Linked DNA regions of Sus scrofa: all the other regions are linked to region 3. The links are chromatin contacts, called in public HiChIP or PLAC-seq maps. All regions are on one chromosome and are shown on one strand. The core of a region is the stretch at or near the end of the contact, and the rest is flanking DNA. Distances in the headings are between cores, read along the strand shown.

Region 1 (3,762 bases), core at 434-2,933, 190 kb after region 3:
CTCCTGACAGTTATTTCCAACCACTTTATGTAAATTGAGTACTTCTTTAATTCCTTACCTCAACATCCAGTTTATTTTTCTTAGATTGCCAATGTTTGTAAATTTTTTTTTAATTTTGTGTGCGGGTGTGTTTATCTCTTCTACTAGAGGCTAAACTTCTTAAGGGCAGGGACCACATCTGGCTTGTTCACCTCTAAACCCCAGCACTAATACAATGCCTAACACAAAGCAAGCACTCAATAAAAAAAATCGGTGAGTGGATTAATCAGTAACAAACACTGCCATTTATAATATGCAGCTCTATAATCTGTAATGTACATGTTAAGCTCCTAAACCAGAGCAGCACTGGAAGGTATGGCAGGGTGAGGCAGCAGGTAGTGTGTATTAAAAGCTTTCTTCTGCTTTAGAACCAGAGGTATCCCATTTGGCCTCATTTGATTGCCTGTCACCTGTGATCCAGATGCCACAGTTCATTCTACTGGCTGTACCAGTATCAAACACATTTGTATGGAAGGTTCTGGACCTACTACTCCAGGGAATAGTTTGGAAGCAGAGAACTGTTTAATCTCTGGAACCATGTAGTTTGACAGCTCAGGAGGCACTAGTCTTAGCCGGCCAGGCACGCCTTCTGGCACTTCTCTCATCTCAGTTTTGGAGGAGCAGATCCCTCGCTGGAAGTCACTTCTTTTTTTTTTTTTTTTTTTTTTTTTTTTTGTCTTTTTGACATTTCTTAGGCCGCTCCCACAGCATATGGAGGTTCCCAGGCTAGGGGTCTAATCAGAGCTGTAGCCACCAGCCTACACCACAGCCACAGCAACATGGGATCCGAGCTGCGTCTGCAACCTACACCACAGCTCACGGCAACGCCGGATCGTCAACCCACTGAGCAAGGGCAGGGACCAAACCTGCAACCTCATGGTTCCTAGTCGGATTCATTAACCACTGCGCCACGATGGGAACTCCTGGAAGTCACTTCTTTTGCAAGCTATCCACAGATGGTTAATGAGCATTGTGTTCAGTGATGGGCCATTAGTATGGACCGGCAAGACAAAGTCAAATGAAGCATGTTCTCAGGTGGCTCAAGACAGACAAGTGTACAAAGAAAGTTTCTGCTTTTGAGTTGATAGAGGCAGAGAGCATTATCTTGATTCATATAGGCATTCTCCTTCTGACACACATATAAAACCATTTAGATGAACCAACACAGGAGTTCCCATTGTGGCTCAGCAGGTTAAGAACCCAACATAGCATCCGTGAGGATGTGGGTTCAAAACTTGGTCTCACTGAGTGGGTTAAGGATCCAGCATTGCCGCAAGCTTCGGCATAGGTCACAGATGTGCCTCAGATCCAGTGTTACTGTGGCTGTGGTGTAGGCCTCAGCTGCAGTCCCAATTTGATCCCTAAGCCCAGGAACTCCCATATGATATACTGCAGGAACAGCCATAAAAAGAAAAAAAGACCAAAAAAATAAGTGAATCAACACAATAAGGGAACCCACAGACATGTTAATGTGTACAGTCATATTTGCCATCTCTCATAAGAGCCTGAAAGTATCATGTAGAAAATGAATCTCACTCCAAGCATATGAATCAGACTTTCATTCAGCACAATGACTGTTCCTTTAAGGGAATGTCTAGAGCTGCTGCACTGTCCAGCCCAGTAAGCACAATGGAACATTTTCCTTGGGATTACCTCACTCCCAGTGACCCACACAGGAAATAATTATTTTGGTAGTCGCCAGTAAACAGTGAAACACACTTACTTGAAAAATAAGCTCTTTTTTGACCCTGCAAGACAGTGGCTTCATGAGCATAGCTGGACTAGTTTCCACCCAAATTCAACAATTTTATATGTAAAGGGTACCTTATTCTTGGATTGTGGGTTCTCAGATCCAGGCCACACTTCAGAGTTCTGCCAAAAAGCCACAGCCAACAGTAGCTTTCTTGTATTTCTGGCTAAAAAGATTGTGGCATCAATGAAAAATTGAATTGCTTTTCCTGGGATAGAATATGGAAATTTCATAAATGTCCTAGCAACAAGCTCAAACACTCTAGTCATGTCTGAGAAGGTACTTCTGCCCTTACTGACGTCAGTCATGGGGTGTGTCAGAGAAATATGGCCACGTTAGGAATAAGTGACAGTTTGTTGTAGACAGGATTTGGGGGTCTGAGTGAAAAGGCTAGATCTCTACTGCGTATTATCTGTGGCCTAATTCACAGCCTTTTCTTTCTCTGTGTATTCCCCCAAAAGGTAGCACCCTAATTGGAAGATACAAAGCTCAGGAGAGTAATGCTGCCTGTTGAAACACATGAGTTGAATTAACAAGGCTATAATCTCAACTAAAATTGACTCTATTCCACTGAAATCCAAAGTCATCAACTTAGGAGAGTCCTGAAACCAAAAATAATAGTACTTTAAACACCACAGATGCTTTTTCCTTTCTCATCTAACAGTCTGGGGGTACGTGGTTCAGGGCTGGTATGGCAGCTAGAGGTGCAGAGACGAGGTGCCTCTGTCATGTAGCTTCACCATCCTTGGACCCACGTGATCCAGGATGAATCACTCTCACATCCCAGCCAACAAGAAGGTTAAGATGGAGAAAGGGAGGGGCTGCCTCTTACCTTTAAGGATACAGCTCAGAAATGATATCATTTCTGCTTATATTCCATTGGCCAAAACTAAGTCATATGACCAACGAATGTCAAAGTTGGTTCCAGCTACATATGGGCGATTCTATTACTAGAGAAAAAAAAGGAGACTCAGTATTGTGATTTAGCCAGTGGTTGGCCACAACGGTCAATTTTCAGATTACTCCTTTGATGATGGAAAGTTGTCAGAAGACAGTCTCTTTCCCTGCAAAGCTATTGCACTTGCCCCCCTCCAAAATTATCCCGCTTATCAGCCTACTAAATGCCTGTATGATATACTGGGGTGCTTAAGGAAGAAAAGGCCATGAGAGAAGAACTACAGTGTCCATGAACCTTTGTGTGCTGACATCTGGCAGGATCAGTAAGCTGGGCTGTGCCCTTTCCTGGGAAATTTCCCTGATGATGGCTCTGGGTGGGTCTGAGCAGTGTCACCATTTCTTCTCTAGACTAACAACACTGCTTTGTTCACCTCAAGATCCAGAGGTTACCCCATTTTGGTGAGGATTAGCTTGTCTCATTTTGCTTTCTCTCTAGTCCTATAAAGAGAATAAAATAGTAATGAGTCAGGGGTGCAAAACTCCCAGCAAATTTCAGCTTTGGAAAGGAGGGAGGATTTCTCTAACCCCGAACTCCTGAAATCCTATGTAACCTAATACAAAGAGGGGGATACATGTTACCTTGAAACTTTCCTATGACTTTTTGCGGTCACTCCAAGAACTATTCGGTAAATGGGAGCAGCTTGGGTGTCAGTGATCCAGCCCTCTTCTTGGGTCCTTTTAGAGTGAGATTCACTGACTTGAAAAGTTTTAGAGAATTTCTAAGTAGGGACTTCCCAGAGGTTTTCATTCATTAAGGAGGAAAGAGTAAGGGACTCTGCTCTGAATGGATTAAAATCCCACCTGGTGTTTACGCCGAACTGCAGGATGTGCTTAATATCCTGGCATGAATGGGCCATCACTTGGCAGCAGCAGACAGCACCTGTTTACAGTATCCAGTGCGCTTATACAAACCTAATGGTACCTCCTCTAGGATCAAGTGATATAAAGACCAAAGGTAGGGATGTTCACTGTCTCAAAGATGAGCTGTGAGCTGACTCATTAAAGGAGACCAAGTG
Region 2 (3,543 bases), core at 886-3,385, 220 kb after region 3:
TATGTGGTAGACTATCAACAAATGTTTGAACCAGGTAGTTTTATCCCAACCACACTGCATGTAAGCATTAGGCACAGGCTAACTCCGAAATATGTTGGGTTTTATTTATCCCTTCCCCTTCTGGCCCATTTCTCAAAACTACTCAGACTTACATTTGCTAATCATACTAAGAAAGTTGAGGAATGAATTCTGCAGTATTTGGGATCAACTTCAAACATATGCTTTAAAAAAAAAAAGAAAGAAAGAAAGTTTCCCATCCAAATTCCTAAATTCATGTGCATATGAATAAAATAAACCTGCCTAATCACCTTCAAATCACTTGGGTAGCTTTGAACATAGAGTGATAATGCCACAAGCTTCTCTAAATGCATGCCAGGCACTTGCCAACTGGATCCTTCCTTTAATACCCAACAACTGACAACTTTGAAGTATACATATTTAATATTTTCCACATATCCACATCTAAATAATCAAACTATAAAATCCACTGGAATTCTTGATTAATTATCCAGACTTTACCAAGCTACGTCATGTCTAAGTGCTCCCCACCCCCGCCCAAGCAGCCAACCCTGAATGTCACTAACATGAAAAGCATTGTCACCCACCCAGAGAAGCCTAAATATTTGCTTTAATCTGCTAGGGGAGGGCCATTTGGGCAGTTCCCTCAGATGCATTTCTCTTTTCTCCATCTGCTCTTCCTTTTATCCTGATTTACCTTGCAAGTACATAAGGCAATGGTTTTCAAACTGGATGCTATGGCACCCCAGAATCTGAACACTTTACCAAATTTTGAAAAAAAATCATATCTGCTGCCACTGAGTACACATACTGTTACTGAGATGCCAGGATTCATCTTGCAAAGAGTAATAGCAGGACCAGCCACAAAGAAAGACGGTATATTTTCTGAAACATGTAAACAGTTTGTTCCACAAACATATCAGACATCAAGTTCAGGGCAGTAAACAGCTGTCCTTGAACCTAGACAGAGCACCGAAAAGCAATCACACAAGCTGTGCTCTGCTCTAGTTATTTTTATGGACACCATGAGATCGGTTTTATCATACTTGAGATGGTGGCATAGTTTTGATTCTTTGAAGCCCTTCATTTGTGTTTCCAACAATTCCAGCACTTGAAAGTATGCTACAAACACAGAAGATTGAGAACCTTCAATACAACAGAAGGCTTTATACTTTTGTAAAAGACCTGGGGATACATACAGATTTGGGTTATCTATGATTATCTGATTTTGGTTATGTGAACCTACTCCTTCAGAGGAAATATGAAATTAAGCGAACGCTTTAATTTAAGGACAGATTCTGCATCCCAGAGGCAATTTTCAGAAATAAAGTCAAAGTAAATTAGACCAACCCTAAATCTAACATCTCCATCAGAAGACATTATATGATCCTAGATACTCTCTTTATTGCAGCTTGTGCTCTGCGACATAACTATCTCTCAGGATGCCAAAAAGAGGAGACTGTGAACATCAGAGAGCTCAAAATTTCCCAAAGTGTTCCTCTTCCCTCTGTTTTCCATCTTCCAACTAAATCGTATTGGCAGCCCTTTTCTCCCCTGAAGGTTTGTGTCTGAACCTGATACAGGGCTGGGGCCTCTTTTGGAGTAAGCTTTTGCTTCAATAAGTTGTATCACAGAAATAAATGTGAGAGCTTCCCGTCCCTGCCAATCATATCCATTCAAAATAATAGCACTTGCCAGGACCGGAGGTTGTGGGGAGGGAAGAAAGAGGAGAGCAGGGAGGAGGTAATGTCAGGAATTGTTCCCTTGCAGCTGGTATTGCTCAGTAACAACTGTTCCTGCAAAACAAAAGATCACTTCAGAAAGCCAGACAGACAGAGGCCAACAGAAAGAGATCATTATAATCACATGTTAGAATCAAACAGCTTGAATTACTTTGTTCAAGCCTCTTTAAGTTTCCTCGCTGTTTCATATAAACGTAACAATTCGACATACTCTACTATAAATACTATAGCATCAATATAATGACAAAGAAATCATCCTTCCAAACATCTACCAATTAACAGGTTTCTTTTCTGCTTAGCTTCCTCCATCCTGGGGAGAAAAGATTAAAGATGTTCTAACACAGGGAGGCAGTGTAGCACAGTGGTGAAGAGCACAGGCTTGTCCCCAGAGCAGGATACTGTCCCAGCTTTGCTTCTTATCTGTGTGACCTTGGGCAAGTTTCTCAACCTCTCCAAAGGCTTAGTTTTCTCCATTGCTAAATGAAGATTGAAACTCATCTCCTTGATGGGATTGTGAGAATTAAGAGAAATTGCATGTGAAACACTGAGCACAGCACCTGATCCCCTAAAGACCATGTAGTAAGTGTTTGTTGTTTGGAGTCAATAAATAGGTGAAGAAACAAATACGTCATTTTCCCCTTTGGACTTCTCATTTTCTATCCTCATCCCACCCCCAATCTAAGCCAAAAAGAGGGAAGTCTTTGGAAGTAGTTGTGGCACGCTTGTCAGGTCAGATTGCCAAAGGAGAATGTGATGTCTAATTGGCTGGTCTTAGCTTTGCTGTTGGATCAAAGACCTGCTCCACAGCTGTCCTTCCCTCACCCTTCTCATATGTCCCCTCCCGTCACACAGCAGCCACTGGGCCTGTCCATGTGGGAGATGACTATTACGTGCCAGCAGTTAGGTAGGTCCCGTTCAGGAAGTAAGAATTACCCAACTTTTATGTAGAGACAGTGTCCTGGGGCAAAGTCACAGTGATAACAAGGAGACAGGTGTTGGGGGTGGGGTAGGAAAGAGGCTTTTTTTTGTCGGGGGAGGGGGGGAGTATCTTTTTTTTCTTAATAGACAAATATGTGAAGTGTTCCTAGCTTTAGATCTTAGCTTTTTCCTTAAGATGTTTACTTAACTGTCTATAACTTCTTCAACACAACATCAAGACTGACCACATCCCACATAATCAGAAAAAGACAAGGGAACACTCCTTAGGTCTATGTGAACGATGGAACCAAGGAGGAATTTTACAATTATAGGTTTCCTCTGACGAAAGAACCAAAAGGTCCTCTGCACACCAAACTCATTTCATGACCGCTTTGGCCTCAGAAGAAGTGGGTGGCACAGTCACTTTCAGTGGTTTATGGGCTATTCCAATGTCCGCATCAGGGAAAAGAAATCTGGTCACGTGCAAAACCCCAACTGCTGATTCGAATGAGTTGCTGTGACAATGTTTTAAAAAATGCTTCCTAAAGGAATACAGCATGCACCCACGTGAAGGTATTTGCCTGTGTCAGAAGTTGCAGAAGTGCTAAGTGACACTGAGCTCAGCTGGCCTAAAGCCAAGTGAAGTATTTCACCCTGAAGGAAATTATAGTGCTGTCATTGTGTTGTAATCAGCCTCTATAAAATGAAGCATTGTGTTTCTGCTGAGTCGTGAGCAGAAAAAAATGATGCAGGATCTGGCTTCCTTAGGGGAAGAGGGAGAGTGTATCTCTGCATCCACAGAAGAGGATATTCCATTTGGTCTCCTGAAGTATATATTTTGCTCATCTTTTTTTTTTTTTTTTTA
Region 3 (3,685 bases), core at 1,074-3,573:
GCTCTTTGGGAAAAGAAATTGAACGCACTAAATCCCTCTGTCCACCTGAGACATGGACGCACTTCCCACAGCCAACGTCCTCATGTCTCACATTTCAGAACTCAAAGCATTCTAGGTGGTAGAGACAGTGTAATCACTGTACCCTTTATTCCTCCTCTTGAAGACCACTCTCATTTGAAGGGACTTGCTTATACCAGAAAGATGGAGGCGTTCTGACCACATTCCTTGGAAATGGTGTGAAAACGGTCAGTCACATCCTCAGCTAAGCTGGAGTCTTGGCTGTGAAAAAAGTGGTCCCTGAAGTAGAGGAACAAGGACCCAGCCAGTAGGAGAGGCCACATCCTCAGTGACCCAGCACAAAGGGCCTCAGAAGGTCCGCCTGTCTCCAAAATGACCTACTGTGCCCGATTCTTGCGGAGTGATCTTCAAGCTCCGGAGTCTTCTTGTCACAGTTATCAACCTTTCTCTGACCAACACGTTTTCTTTGGGACTGGGGTTTCCTCCGAGTTCAAGTATCCAGTCCTTAATTATCGGCATCCTTCCTTTGAATGGTCCCATTTACAAAGCCTAATAAATCAAAACTGTGGTGCCCCGATCTGACGCCATCACATCCCGATAAACCACCTAAAGACTCCCTCGTGTTCAGAGTTTCCGGTGCGGTAAAATGAGATTACCTTCTTTCCTGGTTTTCCAACTTCACGTTTGAAAATGAATTCCTCCGAGAGGGATTTTGGAAACATGAAAAAACACACAAGTATTTCCCTGTCCTAGTTTTATTTCTTGATTGGCCGCAACAAGAAATGTTCAAAAATGTACATAGCAACCTGTTCTGACAATTCCCTTTATCTGTGGGGGTCAACCCCAGTACACATTGAGATCACCTGAGGAACTCTTAAATAGTAGTGCCAGTGTCCCAGCCCCAGTGGTACTGATTCAATTGGTCTGAGTTGGAACCCAGGCAACAATAGTTTTTAGATTTCCCCCAGATGATGGTTGTGATGAACAGCTATGACTAAGAACCAATGCTAACTTCACAAACACTGCTGGACTGGATCCATTTCTATGAGTCCAAGTTCTTTGTTCAACTCAGAGGAGGGTGGCTCAGAGGAGATGTTTCCTTGATTCATGAGCTGCTCTTGCCTGTCACGTACATTTTCTTCATAATTGACTAAGACGTGCTCTGACTCATTTCAAAAGTCAAAGAAAGCCTAAATTCTACTTTTAAGTAGATCTGAACAACTTCACGATCTCTATGCTCTTGCATGTGAAAAGTGCATTTTACGTTACAGGTCCTTTTTTCTTACAGAATCTCATTCCATCCTCAGCATAGTCCTCAGATAAACAAGTCAGATGTTATTCTCCCCCTTTATAAAATTTATTTATTTATGTATTTATCTATTTGGTCTTTTTAGGACCCATCCCACAGCATATGGAAGTTCCCACGCCAGGGATGGAATCGGAGCTACAGCAGGTGGTCTACACCACAGCCACAGCAATGTGGGATCCGAGCTGAATCTTCGAAATACACCATAGCTCATGGCAAGGCCGGATCCTTAACCCACTGAGCAAGGCCAAAGATCAAACCCACATCCTCATGGATACTAGTCAGGTTCATTACCACTGAGCCACAATGGGAACTCTTATTCTCTCCTTTTAAAAAGGAGGAGCTCATTGCCTTGAAGGGAGGGAGTCATTTCTCTAGGCTCACACCAAGGGAAAATGGCAGGATCAAGTCTAGAATCAGGTCTCATCTTCTTTGCACCACCAATGCTGCCCACAGCTGAGTGTGCTCCCCAATCCTATTGACCCAGAATACCACCCGACTTCCTTTGCCTTCTGAAGTGCTTCTCAATCCCAAGGTGCCTCAAATCACCTGGGGATCTTGTTACAAATGTAGAATCTGAGTCACTAGGTTTGGGGTGGGGACTAAGAGTCTGCATTTTGAATCTGCTCCCACTGACACCGATGCAACTAGGAACCACACTTTGAGGAGCAAAGTCATAACAAAATCACAGCATATGTCCCTTCAAATCATACTGAAGGAAAAAAAAATTAAACTGAGCTTCACTCCTCTCCTGGATGCTCAGGAGACAACACACATTTATTGAAGAAAATCCTTCAGCTCCTTGGCCGTTGTCTCTAGAATACATGTTATTCTTTTGGCAGCCAAATCATCATTGCGCTCATGTCTGGGAATCGGATCAACAGCTGGAGTTGCAGCAGCCACTGGCTAAAATTTCCCTTCCCCCCATCTCTTTCTCTGCTGCTGCTGCTCTGCTTCCAGTTCTCAGGCCAGCAGGATAGGCCCACTGGGACCAGAGGGCCATCTGGCCATGCAGCTGGCCTGGGTTTCTGAGTCTGAGAACACAATGGCGATTCAGTGCTGCAATCCAAGTCCTTAGATGACATCTTTAGTTCCTGGAAATAAACTCCGAGGAACAGTTATTGACAAAGGGTTATGGCTTGAAATCCATTAAAATAATGTTATATTGGCATTGATGAAGATGCTCTTTTTCAGTCTATTCTTACCCTTAAAGTAGCCTAATTATTAAATACCTTTCCCTTGGCAATATGTAAGAATGCCCTGGTGATCACAAAGAACCAGGACCCAAAGGCTTAGGTTTAGTTCCATTTCTGCTGTGGACTAGACAACTTGGAGCACATATTATTAGCTTTCTATCCTTTAGAAAAGTAAATGATAAAACTATAGGCTCTTCAACAATCTTTCTTAGCACTAATACTCTTTGAGACAGGGGTTGTATCTTCACAAATTAGTAGGAGAAATGATCTTAAAGAAATTTCATCTCTCTTCCCTCTATTTACCCATTTACCCCCCAAAAAACTATCTTACATTCTGATTGCCCCACAAGCCATTTGATCATAGCTTGCTATATTGTGGAGCCACCCCATATTAAACAGTCATTTTTTAAGAATTACCCATTTGTATGTAAATACAATTTTAAAAGAAACCATTGAACATGTGCAGCTCTGTCTTAACACAGAGACCCTCTCAATCCCATTTGAATTGGATTCTTCTTTCCTCCCTCTATTTGCTCTCTTACATTCCCTGCCATTCTGATGAGTGTGTACATTTACAATCATAAGAATTTTAAATAATCATATTTTTAAATAATAATGATGTATTCCCTTCACTTCTTTCTAATCTCTGCACCCCCATGGTCTCATAACTTGCCTTTGCTCTTCTTTGCCGCAGGGAAAGAATGTGCCAGAGGAAAAGGCAGAACTACTCCCATGGGTTTTCTCCCTTTTGTTTAACAGGAGACCTCCACATAAGGGAGGTTCTCAAAGAAGCCTGAACTGAGGATTTCCTTCAGCCCCTAAAGAGATTCCCCCAAGGGTCAGGAAGAGAGAGGTCAGGGAGCAGAGGGTACCTATGTCTCATTCCTGGTAACATCACCTGGAAGATAGCCAGACCACAGAGAGGGAAGGGAATGGCTGTAGGGTACATACCAGCCAATGGGACCAGAGCCAGCTTCATTCAAGACACCTCTGCCCAAGCTGAACATGTATGGGCCTGAGACCCACTATTCCTGGAGGGTGAAGAAGACCCAAAAAACTGGAATGGGACAGGTGTGGGAAGACCTAATGACAGCTTACCCCAGCAACTTAACATTGCACAAGATCCAGAAATGTGACACAATCCTGGGTAGAGATGGGGAAACCC

The links. HiChIP or PLAC-seq counts read pairs in DNA pulled down with a chosen protein or histone mark.
Region 1: a contact with region 3 is called in an H3K27ac HiChIP or PLAC-seq map of skeletal muscle. The contact joins two enhancer-like sites. A contact is called at or near these places in 1 of 47 Hi-C or Micro-C datasets (psoas muscle) and 1 of 2 datasets of contacts at active chromatin or transcription factors (skeletal muscle).
Region 2: a contact with region 3 is called in an H3K27ac HiChIP or PLAC-seq map of skeletal muscle, with 4 times the contacts expected there. The contact joins two enhancer-like sites. A contact is called at or near these places in 2 of 47 Hi-C or Micro-C datasets (both in skeletal muscle) and 1 of 2 datasets of contacts at active chromatin or transcription factors (skeletal muscle).

What each region holds. Positions count from the first base shown.
Region 1 is chr15:107,112,347-107,116,108 of Sscrofa11.1, reverse strand. No RefSeq gene overlaps it. Among named protein-coding and RNA genes, the nearest start is that of CD28, 14 kb to the left of the region's middle. Within about 2 kb of position 1,683, at least 22 of the 83 cell types and tissues checked have an H3K27ac peak or open chromatin away from gene starts, as enhancers often do. A contact at or near this core is called in skeletal muscle, where this site is marked.
Region 2 is chr15:107,086,618-107,090,160 of Sscrofa11.1, reverse strand. No RefSeq gene overlaps it. Among named protein-coding and RNA genes, the nearest start is that of CD28, 40 kb to the left of the region's middle. Within about 2 kb of position 2,135, at least 29 of the 83 cell types and tissues checked have an H3K27ac peak or open chromatin away from gene starts, as enhancers often do. A contact at or near this core is called in skeletal muscle, where this site is marked.
Region 3 is chr15:107,306,854-107,310,538 of Sscrofa11.1, reverse strand. No RefSeq gene overlaps it. Among named protein-coding and RNA genes, the nearest start is that of CTLA4, 26 kb to the right of the region's middle. Within about 2 kb of position 2,323, at least 16 of the 83 cell types and tissues checked have an H3K27ac peak or open chromatin away from gene starts, as enhancers often do. A contact at or near this core is called in skeletal muscle, where this site is marked.